2 separate regions of the Sus scrofa genome follow, and region 2 is linked to region 1. Evidence: chromatin contacts called from public HiChIP or PLAC-seq data. All regions are on one chromosome and are shown on one strand. Each heading gives the region's core, a stretch centred on a gene start, on an enhancer-like site or on the middle of the called end of the contact. The rest is flanking DNA. Distances are from core to core; before and after follow the strand shown.

What was found. HiChIP or PLAC-seq counts read pairs in DNA pulled down with a chosen protein or histone mark.
Region 2: an H3K27ac HiChIP or PLAC-seq map of alveolar macrophages shows a contact between it and region 1. The contact joins the promoter of HAUS4 here to the promoter of CEBPE in region 1. A contact is called at or near these places in 5 of 47 Hi-C or Micro-C datasets (blood, fetal heart ventricle, heart right ventricle and 2 more) and 1 of 2 datasets of contacts at active chromatin or transcription factors (alveolar macrophages).

What each region holds. Positions count from the first base shown.
Region 1 is chr7:75,925,237-75,928,344 of Sscrofa11.1, reverse strand. It overlaps CEBPE (CCAAT/enhancer-binding protein epsilon), which reads right to left and starts at 1,693. Exons shown (of 2, transcript XM_001924414.4): 1 at 1-1,693. The coding sequence starts at 174.
Region 2 is chr7:76,084,226-76,087,333 of Sscrofa11.1, reverse strand. It overlaps HAUS4 (HAUS augmin like complex subunit 4), which reads right to left and starts at 1,554. Exons shown (of 9, transcript NM_001244156.1): 1 at 1,371-1,554.

The DNA.
Region 1 (3,108 bases), core at 444-2,943:
GAAGAGGTCGGAGAGGAGCTGTTCCTCCCCAGATTCGATGTAGGCAGATAGGTCGATGGAGGCCTCATGCTCACACATGTCCCCTAGCTCCCCAGGCCCCGCTCGGGCCCCCGAGAACTCGAGTGGCTGCTGGCCAGCCCGGGGCTCACACTCGTAGTAGGTCCCGTGGGACATGGCCGGCCCGCCCCCTCAGCTCCCCGCCCCTGGCGGCCTGCTCTTGGGGCGCCCTTTGGGATGCTCGGCTTGCTATCTCCCCCTGCCCTAGATCTGCCCTAGATCTGCCCTCTCTGATCTCCTCTGTCACCCACTCCTGCGTGGCCTCTCCTCCCTCCTCTGCTGTTTCCTTTTCCTTCCTCTGTAGTCAATGCCTCTTTTCTCTTCCCTTTTTTCCCCTCTCTCCCTGGGGTGACTCAGGGAGGGGCAGGGCGCACCCCGGAGGGAGGGATGCAGGCCTTAGAGAAATGGGGGCCCTGGCCTGTTTCGCAGTAGGGGGGCACTCTGGTCAGGCTTGAGCCAGGGTTCTGAGATGCCCAGAAGCTGATGCTTCTGGGAAGAGGCCTCCCCCTCTCATTCGAGTCCGGGAGATTCTGGAATCCCCGTTGAGGGCAACCCCTCACTCTGAGTGTCCTCCTCCCTCCGACTTCCAAAAAGTCCTGTGCAGAATGAGTGCCCCGTCAGAACGAACAGAGAAAACCCTCTCCCAGTGCCGACCCCCAGCCTGATCTGAGCTCCTCCCTTGACACGCCTCCCTCTCAGTCCCCCCCACCTCCCAGGGCTGGGCTCCACCTACCCCCAGGGCCGCTCAGTTCCTTTTGTAGCCCCACCTCTCTGAGCCACTCTCCGGGGTGCAGGCCAAGGGGTGTTGTTTGAGGGGTCTAGGAAGTAGTTATCAGCCTGGGACTAAGCCTTATACGAGGCCCCGTCTCATGATGCAGAGGAGGCTCTTTTGCTAGGTTTTTGCACCGGCTCTGTGCAAGAGCCCAAGCCCTCACGTGTTTCCAGCCTGGGCCAGCGCTAGCAGCCTGGCATGGGCTGTGACTGCCCAGGCTTGGCTGAGGCACCTGCTCAGGGCTTAGGCCCTGTGCTCCAGGGCCCAGCAGGCTGCTGCCCCAGGAACTGGCAGCTACATTCCTCTCGTGGTTCCAGCGTCCGGCCTGCACTGCCAGAGCTTCAGGCTGGCGCTCTGCCCTCCTTGGGTCCTGAGGGCTCTGCCCGCTTCCTGTGCCTGGGCCGCAGGGCTCAGGCGCTCGCTGCAGCTCGGTTTGCTGTTTTTCCTTCTGCATGGCCGTTCTCTGACCTCTATGCGTGTCTCTTGGGTCCACTTCCTCTTGTGAGGGTTGAGAAGCCTTCTCTTTTGTCATCACCTCTTCCTGGGGCTCTGTTTCAGGGTCTCCAGGAGAAGCCCATGGCTCGCTCTGCACTTTTGGTCTCAGGCTGGGCCCCCTCTCTCTTCCCTTTTCTCTTTCCTCTGGGAACTCCCCACTCCCTCCTGTCAGAGGCACTTGCTGTGGCCCTGCTTTTACCTGTTGTATCTGCAAAAGGGACTCTGGGTGCGGTGCAAAGGAAAGGACATGTGGAAATATGTTACTGGATCTTTGTCACCAGCAAATTCTGTCCGTGCCCTGTGGAGGCCAGAAGGTTTAATAAGTCAGGCACACCAAGGGTCAGGCCATAAGGGGGCAAATGCGGAGCAGCTACATGTGGCACTAAATGCTAAAAAAAGTAGGCAGGAATTCCCATTGTGGCTCAGCAGGTTAAGAATCCGACTACTGGAGTTCCTGTCGTGGCGCAGTGGTTAATGAATCCGACTAGGAACCATGAGGTTGTGGGTTCGGTCCCTGCCCTTGCTCAGTGGGTTAACGATCCGGCGTTGCCATGAGCTGTGGTGTAGGTTGCAGACGTGCGTGGCTCGGATCCCACGTTGCTGTGGCTCTGGTGTAGGCCGGTGGCTACAGCTCCGATTGGACCCCTAGCCTGGGAACCTCCATATGGCGTGGGAGCGGCCCAAGAAATAGCAAAAAGACCAAAAAAAAAAAAGAATCCGACTACAGTCCATGAGAATGTGGATTCGATTCTTGGTCTCGCTCAGTGGGTTAAGGATCCAGCATTGCTGTGAACTGTGGTGTAGTTTGCAGATGTGGGTCAGATCTGGTGTCGCTGTGGCTCTGGTGTAGGCCGTCGGCTACAGCTCTGATTAGACCTCTAGCCTGGGAACCTCCATATGCTGTGGGTGTGGCCCTGAAAAACAAAAAGCAAATAAATAAAGATAACGTAGGCAGCCTGAGACAGGGCTCCCTGCAAATCAGGCAAGCTACCCCTCTACTTAGCATCCCCTCCCTCCACCTCCCCCAGGAGCTTGCTTGCTTGCTTGCTTGCTTGCTTTCTCTCTCTCTTTCTTTCTTTTTTCTTTCTTTCTTTTTTTTTTTTTTTTTTTTTTTGTCTTTTTGCCATTTCTTGGGCCACTCCCACAGCAATATGGAGGTTCCCAGGCCAGGGATCCAATCAGAGCTGTAGCCACTGGCCTATGCCACAGCCACAGCAATGCCAGATCTGAGCCGCGTCTGTGACCTACACCACAGCTCATGGCAACAATGGGTCCTTAATCCACTGAGCAAGGCCAGGGATCGAACCCTCGTCCTCATGGATATTTGTCATGTTCGTTAACCACTGAGCCACGACAGGAACTCCCCCAGGAGCTTTCTGTGTACAGTCTGAGGTACTTTCTCTGAAGGTCCCGAGCTGGCATGGGGAGATCTGCTTGCATCCAAGAGACAGAGCTCAGGTACCCAGATGGGGGAGATTTCTGCCTTCTCTCCATTTCAAAGGACCCTGTGACAAACAGGTCTCAGAGCTGAGCTGCTTCAGTTTGGCAGCAGTGTCTCATTTAACCACCAGGTGGTAATATTCGTCCAAAATTCAGGACTTGAGGGGCTGCTGCAGTCAGGAATCAGGTAGCCGGCAGAGGGCAGCTTCCCACAGCCCTGGCAAGGGCCAGACGCCTGGAAGGAGGAAGAGGAAACATGGCTGAGATGGGGCTCGCAGTGCAGTTGCAGGAAGAGCGTGCAGGCAGAGAAGACTGGGGCCAGGCCCTTGTCTTCATGAGGAGAA
Region 2 (3,108 bases), core at 305-2,804, 160 kb before region 1:
GAGTTCCCGTCGTGGCGCAGTGGTTAACGAATCCGACTAGGAACCCTGAGGTTGCGGGTTCCCTCCCTGTCCTTATTCAGTGGGTTAACGATCCGGCATTGCCGTGAGCTGTGGTGTAGGTTGCAGACGCGGCTCGGATGCCGCGTTGCTGTGGCTCTGGCGTAGGCCGGTGGCCACAGCTCCGATTCGACCCCTAGCCCGGGAACCTCCATATGCCGCGGGAGCAGCCCAAAGAAATAGCAAAAAGACAAAAAAATAATAATAATAATGCGGCTGAGCCTGGCCAGGTGGACATGCGCTGTTGGCGTTTTGCCAGAACACGGAGAACACTGAAAAGAGTGACATCAACACAAAGGGGCAGTAAAGATGGTCAGAGGGTGGACCCCTGAGGCAAAATTCTTCCCTTGACATGACTCCCCCCACCTTTTTTTGGCTCCACCCCGCCTCTCTGTAAAGTATCAAATCCCAAAGGGCAGCTGAGCCTCCCAAAGCAGAACAGACACAGGTTATTATGATTTAACACTTCATGTTCACAGAACATTTGGTTTACTCCCTCGTTTTATGAGTAACATCAAAGTAAGGACTCATTTGTTTTGTAACATGGTCCAGAGGGGGACGCAGTTGAGGAGGCAGAACTCTAGGACTTAATTTGCAGCTCAGCTGTTGCTTCTGTGTGAATTTAAGGGAAATGCTTTTTTTGTGCCAAATTTTCCCCACCTGCAAAACTGAGATAACGATTCCTGCCTTGGATGAGACATTAAGAATTAATAACAATCGACTTGTCAACAAAAGCCACTACTTAGTTAAGCTCAGTGTTTTAGCAATTCTGTTTATCACGGATCTAAGCCTGCAAGTAAATTTTGCAGGCAAACTTCATCCACGGAAATGAGGACCAACTCAAATTTCAAAAACGCTAGCTGTTCTTCCCTCCCTAGGGGAACTGCCCACTTGGGGTTTTTTAGGGTACTTTTCTTTACCCTTTTAAAGTGTTACAGGGCGGGAACGGTGGCGGCAATCAGGCTCCATTCTCCACCCTTTGCACTCAGACGTGTGAAAACGCTGCTGCAAGGACCTAAGCATTTAAATGTTCTGACTCAGGCGTCTTTTAAATTCTTAGAGCTGTCTTTACACGCTGCACTGAACGTTAAATTGATTTTACAGGTATTTTCACAAGATGTGACCCTTAAAGGGCCCGAGATGAATCAAAATGCGGAGCGGGCTCTCTGGCGCCTACTTTTCTTCCGTCTGGGCGGCCAAGGATTCCCAAGGGCGAGCGCGGTCTCGGTGGCGGGAGACTGCGGACTGGCTGGATTGACCCTCCTAGCGTTCCTCCTCCCCGCAGCGCCGCCCGCTGACCCTCCGAGGCAAACCTGCACAGCATGCGGCAGCTGAAGCTCCAGAGGCGATGCCGAGGGGGCTGGAGTGGGCAGGCCAGTGGTGGCAACACCAGCCCCCCGCCCACGCCCGGGGTCCGGAACCTCTCCCTGCGGCCCAGCGCAGAGGCTAGGAGCTAGGCACCGGAGAACCTCGCGGGACCGTCGGGGGCGGGGATAATGCCGAAAGCGCGTCGGAGGGGCGGGGCCACGCTCTAGGCGGGAACGGCAGGCTCCGCCCCTCGCCGGGCGTGCAACCCCTTAGACCCCAACAGCCTGTGACCAGTTTTGAAGCAAGACGTCTTTGCTTCTTCTCCGGGTACCGTCCCCATGTCGAGGGCAAACGCTGAGAAGCTGGTAATAATTGCTAGCTCTTATTGAGGGCCCACGATGAGTCAGACACTATGTCAAGCCTTTGACTTGCCTCGCCTCGCCCCGCCCCCGTTTAGTTCTTAACAGCGTCTATGAGAAAGTCACTATCATACCCATTTTACAGAGGGGAAAACTAAGGCGCAAAGAGGTTAGGAGGCATGTTCAAGGTCGCAGCTGGCAGAATGTAAACCTGACCCAAGGGCCCTCTGAATTTTCCCAGACCGGCCGCCCATTCCAAGCCTGCCTGCAGGTCTCTTGCTCAAGTGCTGCCAGCCCTTCTACTTGGGCGGGCTTCCTCTCCAATTTCTTCCCTCATGCTTCTCCTCTGCCCTCTCCTTTACGTCTCTTTCATTAAAAATGTCTTTTTAAAAAATATATGGAGTTCCCGTCGCGGCTCAGTGGTTAACGAATCCAACTAGGAACCACGAGGTTGCCGGTTCAATCCCTGGCCTTGCTCAGCGGGTTAAGGATCCAGCATTGCCGTGAGCTGTGGTGTAGGTTGTAGACGCGGCTCGGATCCCGCGTTGCTGTGGCTCTGGCGTAGGCGGGCAGCTACAGCTCCAATTAGACCCCTAGCCTGGGAACCTCCATATGCTGCGGGAGCCACCCAAGAAATGGCAAGAAAAAAAAAAAAGTCAGTATAGACGTTTATTGTTTGCTTAACAAGAAGTGCAGAAGTGGGGGTCCTAAGCCTTTTTAGTAGCAACCTGGTATCAAAGTTGTTTGCAGGTCTCTTTGCAATCCCCTCGTGGTCACAAAGTGGCTTCAGAAGTCCCAGAAGTACATGATCTCAACAGCATCCCAAACAGGCAGTAAGAAGAAGAGCCTTCTTCTATGACAGGGAAGAAAGTCTTTCCTGGAAGCACCCAGCAGGCTTGCCCATACCTCTCATTGGCCTGACTGGGTCACCTGCCCACCTCTAGACCAATGAGCAGGATGTCTTCCATTTGGCCCCCCAGATCCACATCTGCTCTTCAACACCCTATGTGGAAAGGAAGGACTACCTAGGAAGTTTAGAGTTCTCATGTTCCCTGACTGGGTTCAGCCAATGGGGGAATCTCAGCAGGAGGTGGGAAGGAGAGAAAACAGTGATGGGAGGAAGACAGTTTCCTTGTCCCTGACTTCCTCTCTGGGCTTGACCTCAGGCTGACTATGGACTTTGACCAAATGTCATCACACCTCTCAAGGGGGTCCCCCTACCTCTCTCTGGGTTAACTTCACCCCATCCTTTTTGCAAAGTCAACCGGAATCCAGTCATTAGATGAATTATCAGTATTATTGTTATTATTTTTTAGTGCCATGGGTGCAGCATATGAAGTTCCCTGGCAAGGGGTCGAATGGGAGCTACAGCTGCCAGCCTATG